3 separate regions of the Sus scrofa genome follow, and all the other regions are linked to region 3. Evidence: chromatin contacts called from public Hi-C data. All regions are on one chromosome and are shown on one strand. The core of a region is the stretch at or near the end of the contact, and the rest is flanking DNA. Distances in the headings are between cores, read along the strand shown. Region 1 overlaps PLD1 (phospholipase D1). Region 2 overlaps TNIK (TRAF2 and NCK-interacting protein kinase). Region 3 holds the start of TNIK (TRAF2 and NCK-interacting protein kinase).

What was found. A called contact is a pair of places that touch in the nucleus more often than the background predicts.
Region 1: a contact with region 3 is called in a Hi-C map of skeletal muscle, with 5 times the contacts expected there. The contact joins the enhancer-like site here to the promoter of TNIK in region 3. A contact is called at or near these places in 3 of 47 Hi-C or Micro-C datasets (fetal heart ventricle, heart right ventricle and skeletal muscle) and 1 of 2 datasets of contacts at active chromatin or transcription factors (alveolar macrophages).
Region 2: a contact with region 3 is called in a Hi-C map of liver, with 4 times the contacts expected there. The contact joins the enhancer-like site here to the promoter of TNIK in region 3. A contact is called at or near these places in 1 of 5 promoter capture datasets (liver), 5 of 47 Hi-C or Micro-C datasets (brain, fetal heart ventricle, heart right ventricle and 2 more) and 2 of 2 datasets of contacts at active chromatin or transcription factors (alveolar macrophages and skeletal muscle).

What each region holds. Positions count from the first base shown.
Region 1 is chr13:110,325,348-110,328,047 of Sscrofa11.1, reverse strand. The region is part of intron 1 of PLD1 (phospholipase D1); the gene reads left to right. Among named protein-coding and RNA genes, the nearest start is that of PLD1, 50 kb to the left of the region's middle. Within about 2 kb of position 1,282, at least 44 of the 83 cell types and tissues checked have an H3K27ac peak or open chromatin away from gene starts, as enhancers often do. A contact at or near this core is called in alveolar macrophages and skeletal muscle, where this site is marked.
Region 2 is chr13:109,747,587-109,750,286 of Sscrofa11.1, reverse strand. TNIK (TRAF2 and NCK-interacting protein kinase) reads left to right here. Exons shown (of 30, transcript XM_021071173.1): 10 at 2,222-2,397. Among named protein-coding and RNA genes, the nearest start is that of SLC2A2, 130 kb to the right of the region's middle. Within about 2 kb of position 1,271, at least 17 of the 83 cell types and tissues checked have an H3K27ac peak or open chromatin away from gene starts, as enhancers often do. A contact at or near this core is called in liver, where this site is marked.
Region 3 is chr13:110,051,088-110,053,787 of Sscrofa11.1, reverse strand. It overlaps TNIK (TRAF2 and NCK-interacting protein kinase), which reads left to right and starts at 1,443. Exons shown (of 30, transcript XM_021071173.1): 1 at 1,443-1,929. The coding sequence starts at 1,873. LOC106507999 (a long non-coding RNA gene) reads right to left here and starts at 1,312. Exons shown (of 6, transcript XR_002338109.1): 1 at 699-1,312.

The DNA of each region.
Region 1 (2,700 bases), core at 33-2,532, 270 kb before region 3:
CCTTTATAACGTCTGGACAGACCGGCTAGAGTTTGGTTTCCTCACTGAGATGGCTGACTTGCCCCTCCTCATTCTGAAGGGACCCCCTGGAGAAACTGTTGAGCCTTGTCTCTGGGAGTAGGTGGGGGAAACTGGTTGGGCCAGTGTTAGATCTGAGGGAATCTCAGGGCTTTTCAGGCCTGATCTTGTTGGGTTAGTAATAATAGTGGCTTACATTTCATAGGTTTTGAGTAACTTGAATTTTGCCAGAAATACATGTAAACCTACTTGGCAACAAGTGAATCAAGTTTTCCTCAGATTATCTGGTCCCATCTTGATGGCTCAAAAGAAACGTTAAATGTGGCAACCTTGACTGTTATGTTAAACAGGTCTTATTTAAATAAAATAGAAATTGTGGAAGCAAACCATTGCATTTAAAACTGTTCTTGGAGGTGAAAACTAGGGGAAAATTGTGTATAATGCGAATACTTAATGTTAAAAAGCAGATTATGAATTTTTGCTTTTTCTTCAGCAATATGCTGAAACATTATTGACTGTTTTAAGATATCAATGCCTTATGGAATTATCAATTACATTTTTCTAGAATGAAAAACAAATTTAAATTTCTTGCTTTGAAACCCTCATAAGTCATAGTAAGTCCCAATTTAAACCATAAAAAAACTACAAAACTCCCAGCCAAATTTACCACCCCCCAAACTTTTAAATTTTATAATCTACCTGTAGATGGTAAAACTGAATTAGGAGTGATTACCAGATTTATAGACACTAAGTCAGAATCGGAAGTTAGAAGGCTCTTTGATAAGCATTCCTCTTAAACTTGATTTTTAGAGTTTAGTGATTAATTAGGTTTCATGCTTATGTAATGTATTATAAAAATCTAGAACTAGTGGTAGTATGTGACTGTGATTCTCAGAAATAATAATTTCATGTGTCCCTTTTAGGCAATGTGAAATTATACTGCTATATGTCCCATCACCACCACTGCCAACTTGGGCAATAATATACAACTCGTTTATTGGCCCTAAGGGAGGGCAGACTGTATTCTTCTTGTTTAAAATGAATGAGTTGCTTTAGTACAGCGACTGAGAGGAGAGAAGGGAGTGAGAGTGCTCTTTGTTTAAGTTGGTGTGTTACAGTTTTCTTGGGCAGCAAGTATGAAAATGAAGCCCAAGCCTTAGCTCATTCTGCATGCGGGTTTTCTTTCTCACAGCAGCCCAGTGTCTATTTAACATATGGGAGTGGTTTCATGTTCATTACTAAAGCTTATAGGCTAAAGTGCTTTGTGGGCTTGGCTATGACTTAAGTTGCCTTTGGGGAGTCAGCCAGAAAACGGGGCTTGGGAACAGCCTGTCTGTGGACTCTCTGGGTAGTCAGTTTTTTTCCCCTCTCAGCTTTCAGCTGCTTTGGAGATTAGTTTCATAGTAAAGATTCTTTCTTTAAAGCAATATGAAGCGACTGCTTGCACAGGGGCACCAGGTTAGTAAATAACGTTTTGAACTTTCTGCTGCACAGGTCAGACTTTCTTTCTGTCCTCACAGGCGAAAACATGACAGTCAGCAGAGTGTTTGTGCTGTTGCTGTATTCTTTTAGAAAAGCGTATGAGTTCGTTGATCCTATGGAGGTTTGGGGGTTATGGCTCTCCTTATAACATATGCATTGTTGGACAGTAGATCATGCAGGTAGAAGCCGAGAGGAAATGACATGTATGTGCTGGATGTGCGGTCTAGAGAACAGTTCTTGTTTGTATGCATTCCCGGTTCCTTTTTCAGAATTCCTTTCTTGGTGTCTCCCCATTATATCTTCTAGGAATAACTATGCTCTTAAACACAGTTAATTTTACTTTTTGGGACATTAAGCAGCAGCACATTGCACCCCAGCCCGCGGTGTCGACCCTCACACACTTGTGCATGCTTGCCTGATCCATGGTTTTTCTCTGGGCCCTACTGCTTATAGTGACAGGGAACCAGAATATCATTTCAATTTTCTCTTTGAAAAGTCTGGCATTTTTCTAGAATGCCTCAGAAAATACCTGCACGACCGTTGCTGTGGACAGAGCATACAGATGGATTAAACTGGACTGAATCCCTTCCCTTGTCGTCACTGTTTTTATTCTTAAGGGATTCCTCCCAATCTGAGATGACTCTAGGAACAAACACGACTGTCAAGACGGAGTGTGCCTTGTAAGGCATAAAAGTATCGCTAATAATATGAAAGTAAAATTAAGTCAATAAAGCAAAGTATCAAGAGAATATCTTCCTTAATTTCAGTAACTTCAGCATCTAGAGAGCGATGTTACCTTTGTTCATTTGTCACGAAAGCAACCCAGCGTGAAATTGTTCCACAAGAGTAGTTCGATTTGATGGTGTTTTCAAGTTTGCAACACTTTATGAAGTAGATCGGCTTTTATGTTATTTTAAATATGCTTTAGTTCAAGGTAGGCACTAGTGTCTTAAAGTATATTAAGATGCTTCTATTATTGCCATTTTCATCTCTTTTTTTCTCCCCCAAAGGGAAATACAGTGTTTCAGAGAGGGTCTGTTCTCTTATGTTCTCTTCTGTTGGAAAATATAAAATTGAGGGAGAAAGGAGACAGAAGTAGGTACTTAAAAATTTTTGAGGTGATTTGCTAAACTTTAAAGATCCCAGTCCCATCTCTGCCGAGACTGCAGTTGTAAAGTTATGGCTCCACGCCGTCTCAGA
Region 2 (2,700 bases), core at 22-2,521, 300 kb after region 3:
ATAAAAAAGCACGCTCTTCCTTCTAGTTGCAAGCAGGAAAAAAGAGAACTTCCATTTGCATTCTTGGTGAATATTTAATAGCTTTCTGTCTTCCTTTGGTTTTGCGCTTATCTTTTTAGTACTGATTTTCTACCTAGAAGAGTACCGTGTGGAGTTTGTCTATTTATTTATGCAGGTTAACCTTACTCACTTCAGTTTATTCCATTATTTTGTTATGGTTTTGTTGTTGTTATTGTTTTTTGCAAGGTCCCTCCTTAGATGATATCACATTAGCACCTCTACAGAGTAACCTGATGGCTAGAAAGAGGGCATATTAAATAATACCTTCTTGGGAGTTACCTTTGTGGGTCAGCAGTAATGAACCCAACTAGTATCCATGAGGAATTGGGTTCGATCCCTGGCACCACTTAATCCCTGGGTTAAGGACCCGGCGTTGCAGTGAACTGTGGTGTAGGTTGCAGAAAGCGGTTCAGATCTGGTGTTGCTGTAGCTGTGTTATAGGCCAGCAGCTGTAGTTCCAATTCAACCCCTAGTCTGGGAACTTCCATATGCCACGGGTGTGGCCCTAGAAAGAGAAAAAATCTCTCCAAGTCTTCCTTTCTGTCCCTTACAAGGACGTATTTGAACATAGCCACATTACAGCTCTTGTCCAGAACTCTCAGCCAATAATCACTCATGCATTCATTTGTCAAGCATGCAGTGTGCTTGTGATACAAAGATGGCTCAATTATGTCCCAGCTCTGGGGAGAATTTCCAGTGTAGGGGAAGCAGAAATGTGGGCTGAAGGACCTAGAGGGAGGTACCATTTCTAGTCCACAGTGTTGCCAATCCTGATACATCCCCCGCTGACCCCAAGCATGGCAGGTGACTTTTATTTCTATGTTAAATGATTTAAAAGTTCGATCATTGCCTAGAAATTTAAGGTGGAAAAAAAGACCAATAATTTAGTACTACTTTGAAAAACACAGAGTGCAATGTGTTTTTTGACTCGGGCAATCATGGAGAGCAGTGCGTATACCAGTGCCCTCTCACATCTGAATCCTGAAGAACATGCCTGCCGCTGTGTTCCATGTGGTGAGGACACTTTTCCAGCCTGAAAACTGTGTATCTCGCCTGCTGGGAAGTGTGGGAAAGCTGGCTGTTGATCTTCTCCTGTAACTCCCGAATTCTCCACAGGGGGGCAACAGAGAGCACAAAATGGTTGCATTCCTGAGCAGGGCTGGGACACTGAGAAGAGTGACTCTGGTTCCCCCATGGACTCTGAGGACAACGTGCAGTGCTGCCAGTGGAACACCTGGGAAAGGCATGCTATAGAGTCATGAGCTTAATTATTTATGATGCTGAACAATTTCTAGAAACTTTCAGCAAGAACACGCATGCCCAACTCCTGAATCATAGCTGAAGTCCACCATTAACTTCTACCACGTTGTGAACTTTACCCTAAATGCTGGTGTCACTCGCCAGCTTTCCCCAGCCCCGAGGAATCTCTGGGACAGGGTTTATTCCTGAGGAAACGATGCCTTTCTAGAAGGAGATAAATTTGCTTATGAACTTAGCCCCTTAAAGTTAGTTTTTCCAGTCGGTGGATTAATAGCAGACATGCGCACACATCCTATTTTTATTCTTGGAAAGCAGAGTTCCAAAGTGACTGAAATCACCAATGAAAAAACATGCCGTATAAGAATCTTGCTCATTTCTACAAAGTGTACTCCCCCTTACCTCTTCCACCCTGGTTTTACTTTTCCCAGCTTGCATTTTCTTCCTCATTTAGACAACTCACCTCAGTGTCCCCTGACATATAGTATGCTATTAGGTTTTCACTGATTGCCTACCTCCCTGAACTATCCTTTCCCAAGAATGATTTTCTCCTAGTTCTTGAAGATCTAGCTCTGGTTCCTTCAGTCCAACAGACCTTCCAAACAGTGGTTCTCATCAGGGTCTTTCTCTTCTCTGATGCCTATTGGTCTTCCATGTGATATTCTGTATAAACTGCGGAAAAAACGCTTTCACAATGTAACTGCCATGCACTGCCTGAGCTATGATGGTGATGGTGCCTTTGAACTCCTAATGTCTAATGAAAAGCTAGACCTACTTTGTGATTGGTTGACCCCTACATAGCTGATTGGACCTTTTTTTTTTCATTCTAGCATTTCAGAAAATATAAGCTTGCTTTTCTACGGATTGTCTTTTTACGTATGGGTTCATCTCTTCTGTTTGGCAGGTCAAAAAAATTCCAGTCCTTTATTGAGAGCTGCTTGGTAAAGAATCACAGCCAGAGACCCGCAACAGAACAACTGATGAAGCATCCGTTTATCCGCGATCAACCTAATGAACGACAGGTCCGCATCCAGCTCAAGGACCATATTGATAGAACAAAGAAGAAGCGGGGAGAGAAAGGTGAGATGCTCACCTGTATTTCAGCAAGGGAAACAAAAGACAGAATGAGTCACAGGCCCTTGGTGTATTGGGAGGTGACTGCAGAATTTCCAAGAGGGCTGCATTATTCTTTAAGTATTCTTTTTTTTTTTTTTTTTTTTTTTTTTTGTCTTTTGTCTTTTGTCCTTTTAGGGCCGCACCCAAGGCATATGGAGGTTCCCAGGCTAGGGGTCTAATCGGAGCTGTAGCTACCGGTCTACACCAGAGCCATAGCAATGCAGGATCCGAGCCGCATCTGCGACCTACACCCCAGCTCATGGCAAC
Region 3 (2,700 bases), core at 194-2,693:
AAAAAACAAAAAGAAAAAACTAATGTTTTGAATATCACATATTCCAACGTTTGAATGGCCGTAACTCCTAGAAATGTTGTGATCACTGAGATGTTGGAACAATTTTCAAGTTTCATCATATGCACAATGCATATTAATAAACACAAGATTATTAACAAAAACAGCAGAGCGCATACCGAACGTTTGAAAATCTGATATCTGCAGTCTTGATGAACTAACTGCATTGGCTCCCATTCATTCATCTAAAAGCTTATTCTGAAGCTGATATTCACACTACTCGATTTAAAAACCCTCAGGGCATTTGGCTAGAAGAAAATTCTCTTCTTAAAGGAGGTGGAGAAAATGCTTTCAAAGCTACCGCTGTATTGGGGGAAAAGTTCAATTTTAGCATTTCATCCTATGGATTTCGCGTGGACAAGGCCAGAGAGGAAGGGCTGTGCGAGGGGACTGGGGGAAATGACTTCACACTCCAGATTACAGAATATCATGTTTACCACTGTAAACGTTCAGCCTTTAGAGGAGAAAGAGGGTGGAGGGGAATCGCTCTCAGCCGTAGGTCTTCTGTGTTACATCTTAGCCGACAGCCAAACTTTCTCTATCAGTCTGGGTAGGTCAGCAGCGGAAAAGCCTCCTGAAAGGAAAATGCTGGGTGCTAAGGCGGCGCGTGCTGCCTTAGCCAGTGTTGGCTTCGGAGTTACCTGAAGCAGTCAAGTCACTGCACCCGGAGAAAAATTCTCGTTTCAATTCGGTCGTTTCCGTGCGGGAATTGCGGCATGGGTAGGTTCTGGGTGTGGCGAGGCCCAAAGGAAGCTCAGATCTGCTAGCTTTCCCGCTTCTGGCAAACCTTCCTAACCCTGAGGCGGCGAGTGACCTGCCCTCGATAACTGCCCTCCGGGATCCCGGGGGCCCTGGCGGTCTCGACCCAGCGGCAGTTGCAATTTGGAGAAGCCCGGGGCTGGGCGCCCTGCGAGAGTGCGCGTCTCCCCGATTTGTTCCGCGGCTGGAGGCGGATCCTCTTCCCTCCACACAAGTCCTTATATGCACCGGTTGCACCAGCCCGCGCTACTCCAACCCCACAAATAATTAATGGGGGAGGGAGGGCATCGCTCTTTTCTTTTTTCCCTTCTGGATTTTTTTTTTTCAGCGCTAAAGCAATTGAACCCTGCCGAGAACCCCTCAAAATGAGACTGAAGGGCCATTTTGCTGCAGCGCACGAACTGGACACACGAAAATAAAGCCCCCTTGTCCCTACGATAAGCGAGGCATGGTTCAGGAACAGCTTTTCAGAACCAGCCCGATTAGCCTGCAAATGCCTGGGCTGAAAGGGTGAGTGCCCCTCCCCCACCCACGTTGGTGCAGAGGGACCGGGTCAGGAAGCGCGGCCTCTCCCGAGTCGGAGACCACGCCTCCTCCACCTCCCCCACCCCCACCTCCTCCTTTACTCCTCCCAGGAAGCGGTGATAGACAGTTCTGTGTGGTTCTCCACGCCCCCCCCCACCCCAGCTGAGTGGAGGAGTTGATGTGTCTCATTATAACAGCCAATGCAGCCGCCATCCACGCACAAGCAAAGAAGCATGTCCCATTTAAATACACCCACGCAGCCCCAGCGCCCTTAGCCGATCAGGGCGCGCAGCCCACACGCACCGCGGCTCCGGGCTTGGAGATCCGTGCAGGTTGGGCTCCCGGACTAGTGGACCGACGCGCGGAAGATCGCGTTCAGGCGCTGTGGGGCCGGGGTGGGCGGGGGAGGCTGGGCCCCGGGCCTCTGGCTCCACACCCGCATGAGGACGCGAGTGAAATAGACCAAGGTGGAATTTCTAAGGGAGAAGCTTCGGGGTGGTTTTGGTCCATTTCTCCCGCGAAGAAGTCGACATGGCGAGCGACTCCCCGGCTCGCAGCCTGGATGAAATCGATCTCTCGGCTTTGAGGGTGAGCAGAACATGTTTTCCGATTTCTTTCCAGTGTTTTGGGTCACGGTGAATTGAATGGGCTCCGTGTGTGTACTGGGGCTGTGGCTGGTGGGCAGAGACGGGCGAATGCGACGCGAGGGAACCTGGGTTCTAATTTTGATTCGGGGATCTGCTGAGGTGTTCCTGGCTAGCCCCCCACGGCAGGGGCTGTACGGTTCGTGTCCACCTTCGGTGGTAGCCAAGGCGCTCCCAAGAACGCGTGGAGATTATGCCAGTTTCATCTTAGACCGGTGTAAGAGCATTAAAAGGAAAGGCTCGTGTGTGTGTGTGTGTGTGTGTGTGTGTGTGTGTACAAGCCCCGGACGGTCGTCTAGTGCCAAGGCTCTAGATCCCACTATCTCTTTCTGCAAAAAGAATAACAGCGTGAATAAAGGCACTGGCCCCTCACGTTTTTCGGCTACCTCCAAGATGACATTGTGAGCCTGGCTGTCCCCACGAAGCCGAACCTGCCGCTCCAAGGGGACAGCTATTGCTATGCTGGTTTTGTAGATGGCACCTGCCTCCCCTCTTCCCCCTTTTCTGCCATTGGTGCCCAGACTCCCTCTCAGCGCTATCCTAAATGCCGGTCTGCCACTCACCTTTATTTATGGTTTTAACTCAGCCCTGCCTATGCCTTCTGACTTTGTGGCTATGACATTTCAGTTTTATGGCTGAACTTAAGCAGGTGAAAGGGATGTGTTCTCTGCTTTGCCCCCATCAGACCGGAACTCCTAGGAGAGAGAGGGAGAGA